Regions from separate parts of the Mus musculus genome. Here region 1 is linked to region 2. Evidence: chromatin contacts called from public HiChIP or PLAC-seq data. All regions are on one chromosome and are shown on one strand. The core of a region is the stretch at or near the end of the contact, and the rest is flanking DNA. Distances in the headings are between cores, read along the strand shown.

Region 1 (4,568 bases), core at 2,035-4,534, 120 kb after region 2:
TAAAAAGTATTAAAGAAAACTTTGCCATAATTGTGAGTCCTTAGAGTAGTGAGTATGTTTAGAACAAGTGTCCATATCTGTTAAATAATTGAAATCATGTAAAGGAGAAGCCAGTAAAGGAGCCGTTAGCTTTCATTCAGCTTCTAAAAGGTGAATGAATAGTGACAAGAAGATGGATTTCAGATGCTCAGTATTTTTACTAGGCTATCCCTAAGAAGCTTAATGTAAGCAATTATACAGTTTTCCTTTGGAGGATTATTTATGCACACTTAAACAATATTGACTATTAGCTAGAGTAGCAGCCTATAATCCTAGTATGATGCAGATAGACCACCACTAGTTCAAGTCCAAGGTCAGTCTAGACAACCTAGTGAATTCTAGAAAAGCTTGGGATACAGAATAAGACTGTTCCAAAACAAAACACACACACACACACACACACACACACACACACACGACTATTAAACTTACATTTATAGAGTCATGTGACTGGATTATTTCTTTCATATCTCAGTTTCTTCAGAATGGCTGCAGTTATTCTAATGTGTCCATGGTAAGACTGTGCTAGGCTGGGGCTACATGTTAACACAGTGGTAGAATGCTTGTCTGGTGTGTACTTCTCGAGCATTACCAAAATCCAAAATGGAACAAAAAGGCTTTACTTTACTACTAGATATGGTGGCACAAGCCTGTAATCCACATCACTCAGGAGGCTTCAGAGGGAGGAGGATGCCTAGAAATCTGAGGTCAGGTTGATCAATAAAGTGAGTTATAGGCTGGCCAGGGCTACATGATAAAACTGTGTCTCAAAAAAAAAAAAAAAAAAAACCAAACCAAAACTGAAATAACAATAAAAAGAGAATATGCGCTTCCATGGTACTTCAGCCTGGGGAGATGGTTGGTCAAAGCAAGGCTCACTCTATGACTAGACACTGTGACTTGAGAGAACATCAAAGGGCACCAGTCTGGCATGGCCACAGAGGAGATGGCATGACATGGTTCCCACCCCTGGAGCAGAGCCAGCAGGACCTGGGTCTGCTCTAGTATTGATGGTTGCTATAGGGATAAGGCTTGTTTGTATAATAATGTACATATTTTACTTCATGTTCCTTCTTTGGGGAATGTTCTCCCTATCAAGGTTATTGGGGAATGTTATCCCTGCCAAGGTTAATGACTCCATGATGACCAGAAACAGCACAATTCTGGGAAGCAATACTGTGTCTGGTAATTTTCCACAAAATGATGATTCGGTGACCTTTAGGACAGTCCTTAAGGCTGTGGGAAATAACTCTGAAAACATGAGTTCAAAAATTCACAAACAGTGTAAGAGCTGTTCTTTACAGGATTTCTCAACTAGGCAAAATATAAGGATGCAATATGAATTGTATGAGGGGCTTAACGGACCTGAAAGAACAGATGCATGTACATTAATGAGTCAGCTTAGTCAGAAAGATATAAAGGAAGGAGACATTATTTGGTCAGTAGAGGAAAAAGTCTAGGTCATGAAAGAGAAAAGACCAGTTAAATAACAAGGCTCACAAAAATTGGAGGTACCATTAGATGTTACCATTACTTATGTAGACATCATTGTGTAATTTTGTGTGTGTGTGTGTCTGCTGTCTGTCTGTCTGTCTACAACAAGATAACCTCCTAGTGTTACAAAAGTAAAATGCCTTCCCAATGGGAAATTGCTATACACATTTGGAGATTAACAAAGAAAAAGCTCTTTAATAGTGCTTGTTTGGCCTAGGCTAGTATTCAAATAAGAGTTGATCCTAAACAGAAGATTTGACATACCTATATATGCCATATACTTATGAATTTTACATATGTTGTGATCCTTAAATATTTTAATTTCCAGCCCTAGATTACATTTTAAAAAATTTAAACACAGACAGGAGTCTACAGGTCTTGCCACTTGGGCAGGTGGAAGGTTTATACATCAAATATATTGCCAGTATTGTTGCCTGGGGCTATCTTGCCCATCTGGAAGAATTATTCTTTTTTTTTTTTTTTGATTTGTTTTGTTTTGATTTTTCAAGACAGGGTTTTTCTGTAGAGTCCTGGCTGTCCTGGAACTCACTTTGTAGACCAGGCTGGCCTCGAACTCAGAAATCCGCCTGCCTCTGCTTCCTGAGTGCTGGGGCCACCACCACCCAGCAGAATTATTATTATTATTATTATTATTATTATTATTTTTTTTTTTTTTTTTGGTTTGTTCAAGACAGGGTTTCTCTGTATAGCCCTGGCTGTCCTGGAACACCCGGCTTGAATTATTCTTTTTTAAAAAAGAGAACTGAGGGCTCTATGGCAGCCCAGGTTGTAGGCTCATGCTGTCCCCTTGTGCTTCCAGTTAGTTGCATTTTCTTTGGGAATGAACTTAATGTCTCAGTCCTGGTGAACATTTACATCTTAGCATTGAAATTTTGTTTGTCTCTAATAGGCCTGGTTAGCATATTATTTATTTTGGAGATATTTTGGAGGCAGCATTCCCTTAGCTCAATTCTAATTTCTGTGATTTGCTGTCTCCTAAGCAATTCTACTAGTAAATCCTTTATACCATTAATCCTATTACTTTGAGTTTCTTTTACATTCCTAATACTGCACTTCTGGATGTAGTAAGTCTTGAAATCATTGTGTAAAACTCCTTCAACTTTATTTTCAGAATTCTAGTCATTATTTATAGTGTTTTGTACTTCTAGGCTTGGATCTCCAATTAAACCCTTTTGTTGTTGTTGTTGTTGTTGTTAAATACAAAGAATGTTTTCCAGTTCCTTATATGACTTTAACAGAATAATACTTGCAAGCTGGGTGTGGTGGCGCACCCCTTTAATTCCAGCACTTGGGAGGCAGAGGCACGCAGGTTTCTGAGTTCGAGGCCAGCCTGGTCTACAAAGTGAGTTCCAGGACAGCCAAGGCTACACAGAGAAACCCTGTCTCCAAAAACAAAAAACAAAACACACACACACACAAACAAAACAAAAAAGAAAGCAAACAAAGCAAGCAAACAAAAAAAGAATAATACTTGCTCATGTGAACTATTGGTTTTCCCTGCCTTTTATGGAGTGTCATTTTCCTACCTCCCTGGTTGTTCTGGTGTCTTCAAGCCTTCTCCTTTGCCATCCTCCCTGATTGGGTTATACCCAAATTGAGAGGTTCCCATGTAACACCAGAGACCACAAGGAATCTGACTCATATGCAAAAACAAAGAGTCTTTATTCAAGCCTGAGCTCGGACTCTCCAACCTTTCTAACACAGTGGATAGGTGTGGGAGGTCCTGAGATGATGAAGCCTTGCCTTTTTATCACATGTACGGCAGGCTAGAGGGCCTTCCAACACAGCAGTTACATGATTGGTTAATATTTGAAAATCGTATCTTTGCACATTTCTATTGTCTAGTAATGATTTCAGCTTCTTATGCACAATTGTGGTTAACTTGTGTAATCTATTTCAAAACATCTGAAACATTAGGTACTTTCCTCTTAGGAGCTGATTGGCTGTTATTCAGGGTGGAGTGACTATTGTTACAAAAGTTATAGCTGTTGCTAGGGGTGGCTTGGCTCCTGGAACAAGTTGTGGTTTTTCCATGGCTTTGTCATGCACTCAGCCCCAGACATAAAAAGAAAGCTCCAAAAATTAAGAGGGATTTGAGGGTATGGATAGATTTCAGCTTTTGGAAATTGCTCAGAAAGTTTATGACAACCAAGAATCAGCTGAAAACAGACAGGGAAAGAAAACCAAAAAAAAGTTAAGAGAGAAAATAGGGAAAATGGGCTAGAAGAAAGGGAAAGAAAATGTTTGGAAAATGTGCCTATTTTAAGCAGAAGGGCCACAGGAAGAAGGAAAGCACTAGCTGAAAGAAAAAAAAAAAAAAAAAAAAGGGAAGCTGTCCCATTCTCCAACTAAATTGAAGGGGACAGGGGAGTTATATATATATATATATTTAGTAACTATATATAACTTAGCAATATGACTTAGTCCCTGGGAATCCAGGATGACCATAAGGATGGGGGGAACCTGTCAACTTCCTGATAGACACTGGGTCAGCTCACTCTGTCTTGAAAGAACTACTTAGACTCCTCACCTCCAAGAAAATAGTGATCCAAAGAGCTATAGGCCAAACACTCTATTTCCCATGGATATCTCTGAGCCTGTAGGAGACTATAACTCACTCTCTTCTGATTATGCCAGATTATTTTCTATACCCACTGACTGAGAGGGACTTGTTACAAAAACTCAGAGCCATCATCTCTTTTGAGGAAAACTTGGCTTATCTAACTCTAGACTCAGGCCAAACCCCTGTGAGCATTCTGATCACCTATTCTCTATTCCAGGAGTCTCTCTTATATGAGAACTCTGCCACTAGGAAGGAAGCGCTATCTACATAACTCAAGGTACCTGATATTTGAGCAGAAGGAAATCCACTAGGCTTGATAGCACACTGGCGCCCATTGTAGTTCAGTTATTAAGTTCTGCAATACCAGTGTGGGTTAAACAATGCCCCATGGGCCAGGAATTAACAAACACATCAAGCAACTGAGGCAGTCAGGAATTCTCATTTCCTGTCA
Region 2 (4,637 bases), core at 86-2,585:
AAAAATTCCTCCAACCCTCCCAACCCCCCATTTTTGAGATAGGATCTCACTAGGTCTGGGACTTGCTATGTAGATCAGGTTGGCCCTTATCTTACAGAGCTTCACCTACCTATACTGGCTAAATTCTGGGATTTGAAGCACATGTCACTACATCTGGAACTTTAAATTTTTCATTTTTAATTATGTGTGTCTGGGTATGTCTTCGTACATGAGTACGAAGTACCCAAGTAGGCCAGAGATATCAGATCTCCTGGAGCTGGGATCACAGGAATTGTGAACCACCCTATATGGGTCTGAGAAGAGAACTCAGATCCTAGGCAAGCACTATACATGTTCAACCACTGAGCATTTCTCTGGCCGCTAAATACAGATTTCTAAAGTTTGTATTACATGTATGTATTCTGGTGTGTGTGTGTGTGTGTGTTGGGGGTGATAGTCAGAGGACAGTTCTTCTTTCCTTCTACCATGTAGGTCCTGAGAAACTCAGGTTGTTAGGCTTGGCAGTGGGCCTCTACTCATTGAGCCACCTAGATAGAGTCCAGGTTTTGTTTCCCTTCCCTTCCCTCCCCTCCCTTCTCCTCTCCTTCCCTCCCTTTTCCCTTTCCCTTTCCCTTTTTCCCTTTCCCTTTCCTTTTGAGACCGTGTCTCATCTATCCCAGGCTAACTTCTAACTTGCTGAGTATGACCTTGAACCATCCTCTCCTAAGTGCTAGAATTAGAGATGGATCCCAGGGTCTCATGCTATATAAACATTCATAATAACTGAGTTACATCCCCAAGCCCCAAATCAGATTTTGACCAGGCATCTGAAGAACATTTTTCAATTTGTAAATTTAGATACAGCAACATGGTTTGCCATTTTCTTAGTTTGGGATGTTTTTCTTTCTTGTACATCATAGCAGATTTTCGGTAATGAAGGTGAAATGGGTTAATTTTGAAGTCTTGAGTTGAGGGGCCAGTGGAAAATTTAGTCATTAGAAAGTTGGATATAATAGATCCTGAACCTACAGGCTGAAAACAGTCTTACGTGTGACTTTATAATTATGACACACCGCAACTGAATGTCATAAAACTTTACTTGCCACTCCAGGTTCATACTCTTAACAGTATGCTTGGCATACAGTGCTAGCAGCATAAGTCCAGCAAGAGGTTTTAGAAATCAGAATTCGCAGACATGGCTCACACGAGTTGTGCAATTGCGCTTCATTCAGGTCTATAGGGTCTGACCTGAGGAGTCGCCAGGTTAGGGCTTCGGCGTTCCCAGTTGCCTTGGGAACCGAGGGACATCCAAAACAAAACACAGTTCGAAAGAGGGCGGAGCCGGTGCGTAAGCCCTTCGGTCCGGGCGGCCCCGCGTTCCGCGTCTCATTGGTTCCAAATTTCGCCGCCTTCACGTACCCACTACGCTGTGTAGTTAGAGCCACGGGCTCAGTCTTCCTCTCCCGAAAAAGGAGACCTACCGTACTTGTTTTTTTTTTTCTCCTGCACGTGAAGGGCGAGTTCCACTTGCTGATCGAATAAAGTCAGGTAAGGCCACAAGGACTGCACTACCCTTTAAAGTAGACTCCTGTCCTTTGTTTTGGAGGAAAGTAACGTGGTCACAACATTGTTTGGAGTTTAACCTTTTTGTTTGCTTGGCACAGAGTCTCAGGTTGTAGTCTCTGGGCTGCAATGTAGCCTAGACTGTTTCGAGTTAGAGGCAGCCCTGCCTTACTTAGCTTCCCAAGTAATGAAATTAGAGAAATGCCCTGCACTGTTTGCTTGTTTACGTACTTTATCTGTGTGTGCACGTGCGCCTGTGGAGGCCAGAATGTGTCTCCAGAAGCTAAGACATTGGAATCTGTGGACCTGTAGAAGAAAAGCAGCTCTCTTAATACCCGAGCCTTCTTTCTAGGCGGTTGGTTAGTTGGTTGGTTCGGTTCGTTTATTCGTTCATCCATCCATCCGGTCTGTCTGTCTGTCTTTTTGTAAAGTAGTAGTACAGGGAGGCAGTCCTACAGTGGGCAGATAGGAAGAGGGGCCATGGATGGGTAATAAAGGTGGAAAACTTTAAAGATGGTTGGCTTTTCCTCACCCACCTGACCCAAGACCAAAAAAAAAAAAGCCTGGCAATTTAAAAAGCCTTGTAGCTTTTTCTCCTTCCCATGCTGATGGCCTGGTTCAAAAAGTTCAAAGCCAGATCAGGGCAGTTTTTCAACCATTTTCTCATTCTTCAAAGTGACTCACACTAAATTAGGGGAGGAAACCTCTTCAGAGACTTCAAAATCAAAAACAACCCGTCCCCCCAATTCTCAAGAAGGGACTATTTTCAGCTACCCTCTGCTTTGCCGAGGAGGGGCTTTTTCTCTGCGTTTGCTGCATGTGTGTGTTTCTTTACCCCAATAAAAGCATTTCTTCAACATCTGATTCTGTCTGCTTCTGTCTTCAGGTTTTGATATTTCTCCACTGCTACCTGTTGAGCTCAGAAGTTTTTAAACTCTTGGCAGAGAAAACTGAATCCAATCAAGAACCTTTAGACAGTAATGCCAGTTCAATCAGGTATTACCGAGTACACAGACAGGGCTGACTTGAATTCTTATCATTGTTTCCTTTTTCCATGGAGATCTGCCTGCCTCTGCCTCCCAAGTGCTCAGATTAAAGGCCAGGAGTTTACTATTGTGCCCAGCCTGATGTCATTCCAGTAACATAATTTGAGTACCTACCTAGATTGGCTTTATAACTTCATAACCAAACTGCCAGTGCTGGGAAGACATGGTATCCTAATACACAGTAATTCCCATATTACTCTGCTGTAAACCTTAAAGCTCATATGGTAGAGTGCTTGCCTTGAATGCATGAAGCCCTGGATCTGACCCAAGCAACAATAAACCTTGGAGGGAGGAGGAACACTACAAATTTGATGTCTGTTTGGTCTACATAGTGAATTCCATTGCAGCCTGGGCTATGGTATAAGTCTATATTTTATTTGATGGATATGCTTTGCCTGCATGTGTATAAACACACTGTGTGTGGTGTGTGTGTGTGTCTGCTGCCTGAAAAAAGCCAGAGGAGGGCACCAGATCCCCTGGAACTGAAGTTATGATTGTGAGCTGCGTGTGGATGCTAGGAACCGAACCTGGGTCCACTGCAAGAGCATCAGGTGCTCTTTAACTGCTGAGCCATTTCTTTACATGCAAGGCTATCCTAAGACCAAAACAAACAAAAAGATATACCTTATTTCATTTCATGAACATTGTTATAAAAATAGTATGCCTGTATATTTGTGATTATGAATTACTGAAAGGATTTCACAGGAAAAAAAAAAGTGGGCCTGGAGAGATGGCTCAGCGGTTAGGAGCACTCACTGCTCTTCCAGAGGTCCTGAGTTCAATTCCCAGCAACCACATGGTGACTCACAACCATCTGTAATAGGATCTGATACCCTCTAATGGTATATCTGAAGACAGTAACAGTACTCACATACATAAAATAAATACATCTTAAAAAAAAAAAAAAGCCAGGCAGTGGTGGTGCCTGCCTTTAATCCCAGCACTTGGGAGGCAGAGGCAGGTGGATTTCTGAGTTTGAGGCCAGCCTGGTCTCCAGAGTGAGTTCCAGGACAGCCAGGGCTATACAGAGAAACCCTGTCTCAAAAAAAAAAAAAAAAAAAGAAAAAGAAAAAAAAAAAAAAAAAAAAGAGCAATTAGATTTCTTTGCCCAAACTGGAAAGCCAAAGCTGTCCTCTGACATGAATTTGCACTTACTTCTGAGTTGTTAGTGCATATTATTATGTGGCTAGCTTATTTTTCTTGTTATGTGGAAGGATATGGACATGTTGGCTAGACTAAGAAATTTCAGTATTGTTTCTTTGTTGTAGAGATCCAGAAATTCCAGTGTCAATTAAGTGGAAAGATGGACCCTCATTCTATCTGCTTGGGAAACAGTCCTTATTAATAGCAACACTGACAGAACCTGAGGTTTGGAGATGTACTAATGGCTTTCAGCCTGTGTTGGAAAGCTCCCAGGAGCCCATGGAGTTTCCTGCAGGCTGTGAACAATGGGTCTCCCCTGTTTCTCTGGAGGACAGTGGGGAGCTGTTTGGATCCTAAGATGAAAGCCTACCTGGAAGAGAACACTGAAGTCACCAGCAGTGGTAGCCTTACCCCGGAAATCCAGTTACGGCTTTTAACCCCCAGGTGCAAGTTTTGGTGGGAAAGGGCTGACCTGTGGCCCTACAGTGATCCCTACTGGGCTATTTACTGGCCAGGAGGCCAGGCTCTGTCTAGGTATGTTTCATTGAAATATCGAAAATCCTTCCTTTATGCACCCATCCCCACCTCCATTTCATTCTCTCTGGCCCCATATCATAGCAGCAGAACCAGAAAGCCGCTGAGGCCCATGCAAGTCCCAACTTTTATATGGTTTGGATTGCCATCCTTCTGGTGAAGTAGAAGAGGATTTGTCTTGTGGGACAACAAAGTCATCTCCAAAAAGATGGCATATAGTTACCCATGATAGCAGGACCCTGTAATCCTGTCACTTAGAGGCTGAGGCATGAGCCTAGGAGTTCGAAGCTATCCTGAGATACGGAACAATGCTTTCTTAAAACATTTAAATAGTCTCTTGTGCTCACATACTTGACTTTGGCACTGCCACAG

Evidence for each region. HiChIP or PLAC-seq counts read pairs in DNA pulled down with a chosen protein or histone mark.
Region 1: an H3K27ac HiChIP or PLAC-seq map of embryonic fibroblasts shows a contact between it and region 2, with 17 read pairs. The contact joins the enhancer-like site here to the promoter of Etfbkmt in region 2. A contact is called at or near these places in 1 of 39 promoter capture datasets (macrophages), 12 of 484 Hi-C or Micro-C datasets (ECoMG myeloid progenitors, the G1E-ER4 cell line, the MC38 cell line and 7 more), 15 of 115 datasets of contacts at active chromatin or transcription factors (the SCID.adh cell line, bone marrow-derived macrophages, differentiating embryonic stem cells and 10 more) and 5 of 9 other capture datasets (adipose tissue, embryonic stem cells, liver and 2 more).

What each region holds. Positions count from the first base shown.
Region 1 is chr6:149,257,642-149,262,209 of GRCm38.p6, forward strand. No RefSeq gene overlaps it. Among named protein-coding and RNA genes, the nearest start is that of Resf1, 49 kb to the right of the region's middle. Within about 2 kb of position 3,285, at least 95 of the 459 cell types and tissues checked have an H3K27ac peak or open chromatin away from gene starts, as enhancers often do. A contact at or near this core is called in ECoMG myeloid progenitors, the G1E-ER4 cell line, the MC38 cell line and 9 more, where this site is marked.
Region 2 is chr6:149,140,178-149,144,814 of GRCm38.p6, forward strand. Etfbkmt (electron transfer flavoprotein beta subunit lysine methyltransferase) reads left to right here and starts at 1,336. Exons shown (of 5, transcript NM_001252095.1): 1 at 1,336-1,527; 2 at 2,429-2,538; 3 at 3,857-4,265. The coding sequence starts at 3,973.